2 separate regions of the Danio rerio genome follow, and region 1 is linked to region 2. Evidence: chromatin contacts called from public Hi-C data. All regions are on one chromosome and are shown on one strand. Each heading gives the region's core, a stretch centred on a gene start, on an enhancer-like site or on the middle of the called end of the contact. The rest is flanking DNA. Distances are from core to core; before and after follow the strand shown.

What was found. Hi-C and Micro-C count contacts between places; a contact is called where the count stands out from the background.
Region 1: a Hi-C map of hematopoietic stem cells shows a contact between it and region 2, with 2.9 times the contacts expected there. The contact joins the promoter of poc1a here to the promoter of avil in region 2. A contact is called at or near these places in 5 of 18 Hi-C or Micro-C datasets (caudal fin, embryo, hematopoietic stem cells and 1 more) and 2 of 4 datasets of contacts at active chromatin or transcription factors (caudal fin and embryo).

The regions. Positions count from the first base shown.
Region 1 is chr11:292,898-297,580 of GRCz12tu, reverse strand. It overlaps poc1a (POC1 centriolar protein A), which reads left to right and starts at 3,210. Exons shown (of 11, transcript NM_213049.1): 1 at 3,210-3,499; 2 at 3,788-3,872. The coding sequence starts at 3,485.
Region 2 is chr11:206,419-211,195 of GRCz12tu, reverse strand. avil (advillin) reads left to right here and starts at 1,721. Exons shown (of 20, transcript NM_001040365.1): 1 at 1,721-1,752; 2 at 1,874-1,954. The coding sequence starts at 1,895.

The sequences.
Region 1 (4,683 bases), core at 1,961-4,460, 85 kb before region 2:
TCCCTCCTGACACCTGCTGGCTGATATTAAAATCACACCTAACGAACAGTCAAATGTGCTGAATCACCCACAGGTAAAAGAGCTACAGTAGTGAATACTGCAGTGTGTTTGAACCATACTATAGTAAAGTGCATTGTGCTGCAGTATATATTATGGTATTTACAACAGTCCAGCATACAGGAGTGTTGCTCCAGCTCCATCACACTGTAGTATTTACTGTAGTGCAAAAACCTGTAATAAACACTGTAGTGTACTTTACTTTTTACTACAGTAAACTGTGGTGTAAAGCAGAATAATATACCCTATAGCTGGAGACAACTACAGTACTGGCTCATTTGTTTATATTACTGTAGTTGTTGTGTTACCATAGCAACTGTAGAATCACCACAACAGGTAAATTACTGTAGTTGTTGTTACCATAGCAACGGTAGAATCACCACAGCAGATCAATTACTGTAGTTGTGTTACTATAGCAACTGTAGAATCACCACAGCAGATCAATTACTGTAGTTGTTGTGTTACCATAGCAACTGTAGAATCACCACAGCAGCTTAACTCAAGTGCTTTAGTATAGTATGGTTCATCAACACTACAGTGTTTACTGTAAGATAGTGTTTGGTCATGTGCGCTTGATGACTGAAGCTAGCCGCCATGTCTAATAAAGCATGTAAAGGTCAGTCTGCAGCTCAGTAAATGGAGCTTTTTAAGTCACATGTGGAGTGAAATCCTCTCATGTCCAGAGCGAGTTGAGGAGTGTGGGCTGGTGTGACATGAACACAAACTCGCGTCATAATCAAACCAGCTTTTCAGGATGACTCAGCAGGTAAACAGATGACGACAGAGGTCAGGTGTGAGCGCAGGTGAGGTCAAAGGTCACATTCCTTACATTCTAGCCCTGAAGACATCTGAGTTTTAGAACAGTGTTATTTTAATCTGTATCACTTATAATACAGTTTTAGCTATCATAGTATCAGTCTTTAGTGTGCACCCAGCCTGAAGTGCAGCAAAACAGAATATTGACATGTTGAAAACAGAAGTCATGTTTAAATATGCAAATGAGGCATCTGAATCTAAAGTCAGGGTTAAACGATTGCTTGATTTTATTTCTGTTTGTGAATTACACAAAAAAAACCTGCTCTAAATAATGTAACTGACACACTGAGATGTATATATTTCCAGTACACTGGGTTAAAGGAAATATGTGTGTATTAGTGTAAGATCTAATACAAATATAGCAGAAATCTACAGAAATAAAGAGATTAATGCCAAAACAGAGCAAGACTAATCACTGTATTTCCTCTTTGAGCAATTATAAATCCCCCATTTACTTTGTTTTTAAGCGATACACATTAAAGACTCTGTAAATGATGAGAAGATAAATCAGTGCTGTACTGCCGCCCTGTGTTCATCAGAGCTGCTCCAGTGTCAAGCACACTTCACATTTAATCCAAAACCCTGCTGGCAACCATTTCCATGCTACTAGCACTTATTGTAGGATAATACTATTATTCCTTTAGGTGCTAGCACTTATTCATCAGCTTTACTGCGCATTCTGTAGACAACAGTACAGTTTTCAGATTCTAGATATGTGATATTTCAATATATATATACTATTAGAATATAATCAGTGGCTCAGTAGGTAGCACTGTGGCCTCACAGCAAGAAGGTCACTGGTTTGAGTCTCGGCTGGGTCAGTTGGTGTTTCTGTGTGGAGTTTGCATGTTCTCCCCATGTTGGCGTGGGTTTCCTCCGGGTGCTCCGGTTTCCCCCACAGTCCAAACACATGTGCTATAGGGGAACTGATCAACTACACTGGCACTAGTGTATGAGTGTGAGTGTGAATGAGAGTGTATTGGTGTTTCCCAGTGATGGGTTGCAGCTGGAAGGGCATCCGCTGAGTTAAACATATGCTGGATAAGTTAGCGGTTCATTGCACTGTGGCGACCCCTGATTAATAAAGGGACTAAAGTAAAGGAAAATGAATAAATAATCACATCCAAAATAAAAGTGTGTTTTGACATAATATATGTGTGTGTGTGCTGTGTATATTTATTATGTATATATAAATACACACATACATGCATATATCATATAATATATTTCATATTTAGATATAACATATATATTTGCATATGATACAAATTAAATATAAATTTGAATATCTCTGTAAACAATGTAGTTTTTTTTCTGTATGTGTGCCTATGACATGCATAATAGATAAATAAATATATATATATATATATATATATATATATATATATATATATATATATATATATATATATATATATATATATATATATAATACACACATTTGGATGCAATTACTCAGATTTAATCATTGCACAGCACTAATTTATATTATATATTACCTATTATTTTGGTTCATTTTTAAAAGATACTCGTAATAATTAAATATTGGCTGTATCACCAGTACTTAATTGTTAGACACTATTAAAGAGACATTAGAGATGATTCATTAGAAACTAGTTATTATATTTACTTATTTATTTATATTATTTAACTTCCTTAACTGTTAATACATTTAATAATTTATATATATTAGTAATATTGTTAAATATAGAAGATATTTCAGTGTTTGTCTTGTTATTATAGCTACTCCGGCCTGCCGTGTAACGCTGCTGTCTGGACCGGCCTGTCCTGTCTGCTTTATCACTGATTGATTTTCCGCTTCTGTGAACTGAATCTTCATCATGACTTGCAGTTCTGATTGTAAGAGATTTAAGGGATAGTTCACTAGAAATTATTATGTCATCATTTACTCTCCTCAAATGATTCAAACAAACAAACAAAGTATCAGGTAACCATTGACTTCAATAGCATTTGTTTTTCCTCAATGGTTACCGGTTTTCAGCATTCTTCAAAATACCTTCTTTTGTGTTCAACAGAATAAAGAAACTCATGAAGGCTTGGAAACACTTGAGGAAGAGTAAACAGTGAGTAAATGTTTAATTTTTGGGTGAACTTATTTTTTTAAATAACATTTTAATAGTATAAAATGTACATGCCAGGGGGTAAGTATAGATTAAATTCAAGTATACAGAATGTACATATGTAATAATCAAATGAAGACATTGTAGAATTCACCAAGTTATAAAGTCTGTAGGGCTTTCTTAGAGAATGTTTGGGTGAACTGTCCCTTTAATGACGGGAGCGCGTTTCCTTTAAGACGCATGACGCTGTGAGTGACGTCTGCGCACGCGCCAAACACGGCGGGTAAATTGAACGCTGTTGCTAACCAACCGCCAGCCCGCGGTGAGCGATTATCTCCGGGTTAACAGCCCTGAAGCCGGCTTTATCCTCTTTATTTGTGCACATCTTCGTCCGCGTGTCTCCCGTGGGTTACTGGAGAATCTCACCGTCTGGAGGACCGCAGCTCTCACAGCAGAGCGGATGTAAACAAACAGAAGATCCGGTTTCATTCATTCACCAACGCTGCAGTTCTTCATCATCAGAGAATAACATGAGCTCTGCGCTGGTGTGTGTGTGTGTGTGTGTGTGTGTGTGTGTGTGTGTGTGTGTGTGTTTCATTTGTTTGTATGTGAGTGTGTGAATGAATTAGTGTGTGTTTGAGTTGAGTTAGTGTGTCCTCTTTATTTGTGTGTGTGCGCATGAGTAAGTGTGTTATTGTGTGTGTAAGACATGTAAGTGTAGGCAGTGTGAGTGTGTGTGTGCTCTTCATTTGTGTGGTTGTATGTGTGTACTCTCTCTGTGTGTGTATGTGTGCATGCTTCTCATTTTGTGTGTGTGTGTGTGTGTGTTTCAGGATGATCCGACACTCGAGCGCAACTTTAAGGGCCACAGAGATGCGATCACCAGCCTGGACTTCAGCCCCAGCGGCAAACAGATCGGTAACTTACACAGATAATAACATTTACACCAATAATAACAATAGCACAGATAATAACAGCTGGTAGATAATAACATCTACAATGATTATAACATTAACACTGATAATAACATCTATATGGATAATAACGGCAATAACATACTTCATTGATAATCTATACACGATACTAGCATATGCACAATAATAACATTCACTAATAATAACATACACCAATAATAACCATAATAACAGCTATACTGATAATACCATCTACACCAATAATAACATCTAAACAGATAAAAACTATGATACCGTGTACAACAATAATAACATAACATTGATAATAACATTAACACTGGCAATAACATTACACTCATAGTAGCATTAACAACATTAATAACATTAAACTCATAATAAAATTAACACTGGTAATAACATAACTCTCATGATAACATTAACACCGGTAATAACAATACACTCATGATAACATTAACACCGGTAATAACAATACACTCATGATAACATTAATACTGGCAATAACATTACACTCATTATAACATTAACAACAGTAATAACAATACACTCATGATAACATTAACACCGGTAATAACATTACACTCATGACAACATCAACAACAGTGATAACATTACACTCATAACATTAACACCGGTAATAACATAACACTCATGATAACATTAACAACGGTAATAACATTACACTCATGATAACATTAACAACGGTAATAACATTACACTCATGATAACATTAACAACGGTAATAACATTACACTCATGATAACATTAACACCGGTAATAACATTACACTCATGATA
Region 2 (4,777 bases), core at 472-2,971:
AATGAATCCATTACTTCTTCATTATATATGATGAATACAGAGCACAGAGGCGCACTCATCTACATCTCTCTGACTCATATTTACTCCAGGTTATCTGGAAGTGTTGATTTTATCCTCTTCTGTTTCTCGTTGGATGGAAACGCTGCTTCATTCACTAATGTATGCATTATTCAGGTTTGGTGCAGGGGTCTAGTTTGCATATTTATATGGAAACACAGCTGCTGTTGGTGGTTAGTTGTGTCATCTGCATTAATCTGATGATCTGTGTGAACTACCTCTCCAGTTTACACACTACAGACTGATGAAGGTCCTCTAAGAGCTCATACCCAGCCTAATTAAGCCTTCTGCTCGTTCTCTTACAGCTAGTTTGGGTCATTAGTTAAATAAACCTTGCAGTGATGCCACATCCAGTACATATGTAGAGTAAATCAGTAGGAAAATTAGCTCTGCTGTCTGTGCTTTAAGGACAGAAAACAAGACAATCGCTCCATCTGACCATCTGAAGCAGCTGATGCAGACAGACAAGCTGTGCTAGTGAACATGCCGTGCTTTCTATAAACACACACACACACACACACACACACTCACACACTCCAGCACCAGAGAAGCAGATCTGCAGTGTTTGAGGACTGTTGATTGTACACTACTGACGCATTAAAACTACTATAGTAACCCGGATGAAAAGACTGTTACTATAGAAACACAATTATAACAGTTGATCTACAGGTGATTCTACAGTTGCTATGGTAACACAACAACTACAGTAATTGATCTGTTGTGGTGATTCTACCGTTTCTATGGTAACACAGCAACTACAGTAATAACTCTGTTGTGGTGATTCCACAGTTGCTATGGTAACACTACAACTACAGTAATTGATCTGTTGTGGTGATTCTACAGTTGCTATGGTAACACTACAACTACAGTAATTGATCTGTTGTGGTGATTCTACAGTTGCTATGGTAACGCTATGGTATGATCTGCTGTATCCCCCACAGTCCAAACACATGCGCTATTGGGAAATGGATGAACTAAACTGGCCGTAGTGTATGAGTGTGTGTGTGAATGAGTCTTTATTGGTGTTTCCCAGTACTGGGTTGCAGCTAGAAGCTATGTAAAACATATGCTGGAATAGTTGGTGGTTCATTTCGCTGTGCCGACCCCTGATAAATAAAGAGACTGAGCTGAAGGTAAATGAATGAATGAATTAGCAGGCGTTGTTTTTTGCCTGTCTGTAAAATGCATCTTGATTTAAGAATATCTGGATGTTTGGACTGGGAACAAGACAAAAACTCCATGCAAGAAAAGCATTTGTGCAATATACAGTATACTCCAATAATGGAGTTAGCTGATATGTAACATCAAACATGTGCATGCTCATCACCAGAGTGTCATCAAGCCATCTGAGAAACCCATGACAATGAATCAGACTGTGTCCAACACACTGGTGTCCTCTAAATCTGCTGTATCTCCTCACAGACCGGCATGAGGAGGATGTTTTCAGCTCTTTTGAATATTGCTCTTTGTTTATTTTGCTCATTTGCCTCGACTGTGTTCAAGCCTAATCCAGATTGGATGCTGAGCTCACCAGGCAAATGCATTCAAATGACGTTTTTGTAACTTCTGTTCAACAGAAGTGGACAAAAAAGGGCATGATGCGGTGTGTGCCTGGCTTTGGCTTCAGAGAAAACCCCCAGAGCTCCGCACATCAGACCTTTCCATCTGTGGAGAAACATCTGCTCAGACCTACAGGTACTCAGACGTGTGCTCTGGTGACAGTAGAGCTGCTCCATCAACAGCTGTTGTTAAAGAGAGACAGGTACTGTTAGTGAAGGTGTAAAAGTGTTGGTTTAAAGCTGAATTCTGCTTTCAGTCTCGCACACGCCGCTGAATCATGCAGAACACGTTCCGCGCCGTCACAAACTCTGCAGGAGTCCTCATCTGGAGGATCGAGGTAGGCTGATCACACACTCATTTATGAACAATAACTCTGGTTATGTAGATACATGTGGTGCTTCTGGGATTTAACACATTGTGTTGGTATTTAGTAGTGTTTTTTCATTGTTAAACTTCTTATTTTCAATCATTCTACAGTTGCAATCAAACGTTTTCACCCCCCTGATCTTCAAGACATTCTGCTGCTGTCAACAAACTTTAGGAAAACTATTAAGAAAAGATGATCAGTATAAATGAAGCACTCTGAGGACTTAAAGATGAAGCAAAGTAAACCGTCAGAATTATTCAACCCACAAGTTACACTTGATAGAAAATCTTTCATTTGATATTATCACAGCTCTTTACCTTTGGTCATTTACTAGACACTTTTAACTAAAGTGACTCACAGAGCGGCGGCTTCAAGAGAGACCGCTAACACAAAACTCCTGATTTTGTTAGCAACATTCAACCTAGAGTAGGGAGGCAGTAAGAAATGTAAGTGCTTTATTACACAAGTTAAAATGAGCTATTTGAAGATTGTCAGAGATTCTGTAGTCTGTGTGGGTTCGAGGAGATCATTCCACCAGTGAGGAACAGTGAATGTAAAGGTTCTGGAAAATGGTTTTCAGTGTTTCTGTGAGGGAACCGCGAGCCGGAGCTCACTGTCTGACCGAAGGCTTCTGGATGGAATGTAGAGTTGCAGAAATAAGTGAAAGTATAAGAGCAGAGCATGTGGCCATTCTGTATGTGAGCATCTTGAAACTCTTGATATTCAGAAAAGATTCCACTGCAGTCTCTGTATCACGTGTCTGTCCTGAGTTCATTTGTCTTGTTTCCCATCATCAGTTGGACACTCGATTTATTTAAACTGTCATTATCTTTTACATTTAAGTCCTTCAGTTTCATCATTCTCTGGTCTTGCCTGTGTTAATGTGTGTGTGTGTGTGTGTGTGTGTGTGTGTGTGTGTGTGTGTGTGCTCTTCAGTTGGATTTGCTGAATGCTCTAGGACTGAACAGGATATTCTTGTATGACAGAAAACAGAGCTCAAAGACAAACATTTCTGAAGCCTTTTTCTTCTCTTTTGCTGTCATGGTGCCAGCAGATCAACTCCTCAGTCGATTCCTCGAGTCTTCCTGACTCGTAGACAGCTGTCTTTACAAGTTCTTATACACTGAATTAACTCCATGATCATGGCTAAACTGTCTAGGGAAGATCCTCAAGGTAATTTTGACTCAGTGATCAGTGATTGCCAACACGAGTGACAGGGTGGATCATCAAAGCCTCGAGGCACACCTGACAGTGTGGTTGTGGAGCATGAGGACAGGAGGGCTCAGACTCGCACTGTTGAGGCTGAGCTGCAGTCAAACTCTGGGAACTATTCTCAGGCTATGTTGCATTGTTATGAGGGTTAGAATTGTGGGTTTTCCCCATCTCCACTGGTCCTATCCAGCTCCTTATCCTTCTTTTTTTTGGTCAGCTGTAAATATCCCCACCCAACCTCCATCTCCCCCCTTTTCTCATGTTATTCCCCATCACAGTCTCACTCTTAGACCTCTCCCTCTGGTGGTGAGAAATCATAGCGAGACTTCCAGGGACCAGATCCATGCTGTTTTGAAGACCCACAGTCTCTGCCTTTATCCTTCAAGCTGCTGACACCACCTGCAGACCCATCTTTTCTACCTTGGGTGCATGCCCCTTGTCTCTCTTGTGAATCCACCATGGTAGGACATCATCCCATCACCACCTCAGGACTCCACCCATCCGACTGCACATCATGCCTCTGGCTCTTTTGGGCCCTATTGGGCTCCTCTGTCCCCTTGCTCTACCTGCAGACCCTTTGCCAACCCCTTTGCATAATGCTCCCTTATCATGGTCAATTGGGTTCCCTCATTTCACTGATTGCACCTTGGTAAGTCATCATCCCATCTCCACATTGGGACTCTCTTAACTTAATGCTCTCCGTTGGGCTACTCCATCCTATTAGCCCTGCTCGGCTCCCTTGTGTCCACTGTGGTCCATCAGGTTTCCTCATTTCTCTGATTCCACCTTGGTAAGCTGTCATTTCGTCTCTATCTTGGAACTCCACTCCTTTGACTCAATTGGTCTCCATTGGATTCCTCCATCCCACCAGCTCTATCTGTAGACCCATCATCTCCACCTTGGCTCAATGCTCCCTTGACTCCATCATCTCTCCAGCTCTACTGGGCTCCCTTGATCCTCCAATTTCTTGATTAGTTGTTACAACATCTCTAACTGCACCAGATTATTCTGTCCCCCATTGGAATCCTCCTGCCCGTCAGCTCCTACTTGGTCCTCAGTTACTCTTTGAGTCTTCTAGACTTAGTCACCAGCATCACCTTGGGCCTCCCAACCCCTTTGTATCTCCACCTTGGGCTCCGCCACCATTGGCTTCATCTCCATTGACAACCCTCCACCCTCCCACCTGGGTGTCTTCATCTCTATCTCCACCTTGGCTCTTCTGCCACTGCCTTCACCATGATCCCTTGTCCTGGTTGGGGTCTGGGTCCACTCCCTCCCTCTTTTGAGGAAAAGGATTGATGTGAATATTGTGAAATGAGGAATGCACCTGATATAATCATCACACCCACAGGACACCATCACGCTTTGTTTCCTGTTGGTTGCCTGGTGGCCGGTGCTACAGTCAGCCGCTCTAACAGCTGGATGGAAATGCACCTAATTTGCATTTGGGTTTTTTTGGAAACTATGAAAAGATTTTCCGCACATTAGGATGGAAACCAGGCTAATGACGCTCTGGGTGGATTCATTTTGATTGCAACTGTATTTGTAAAGATTGTGCTTTGAAAATAGTAAATGAGTTCT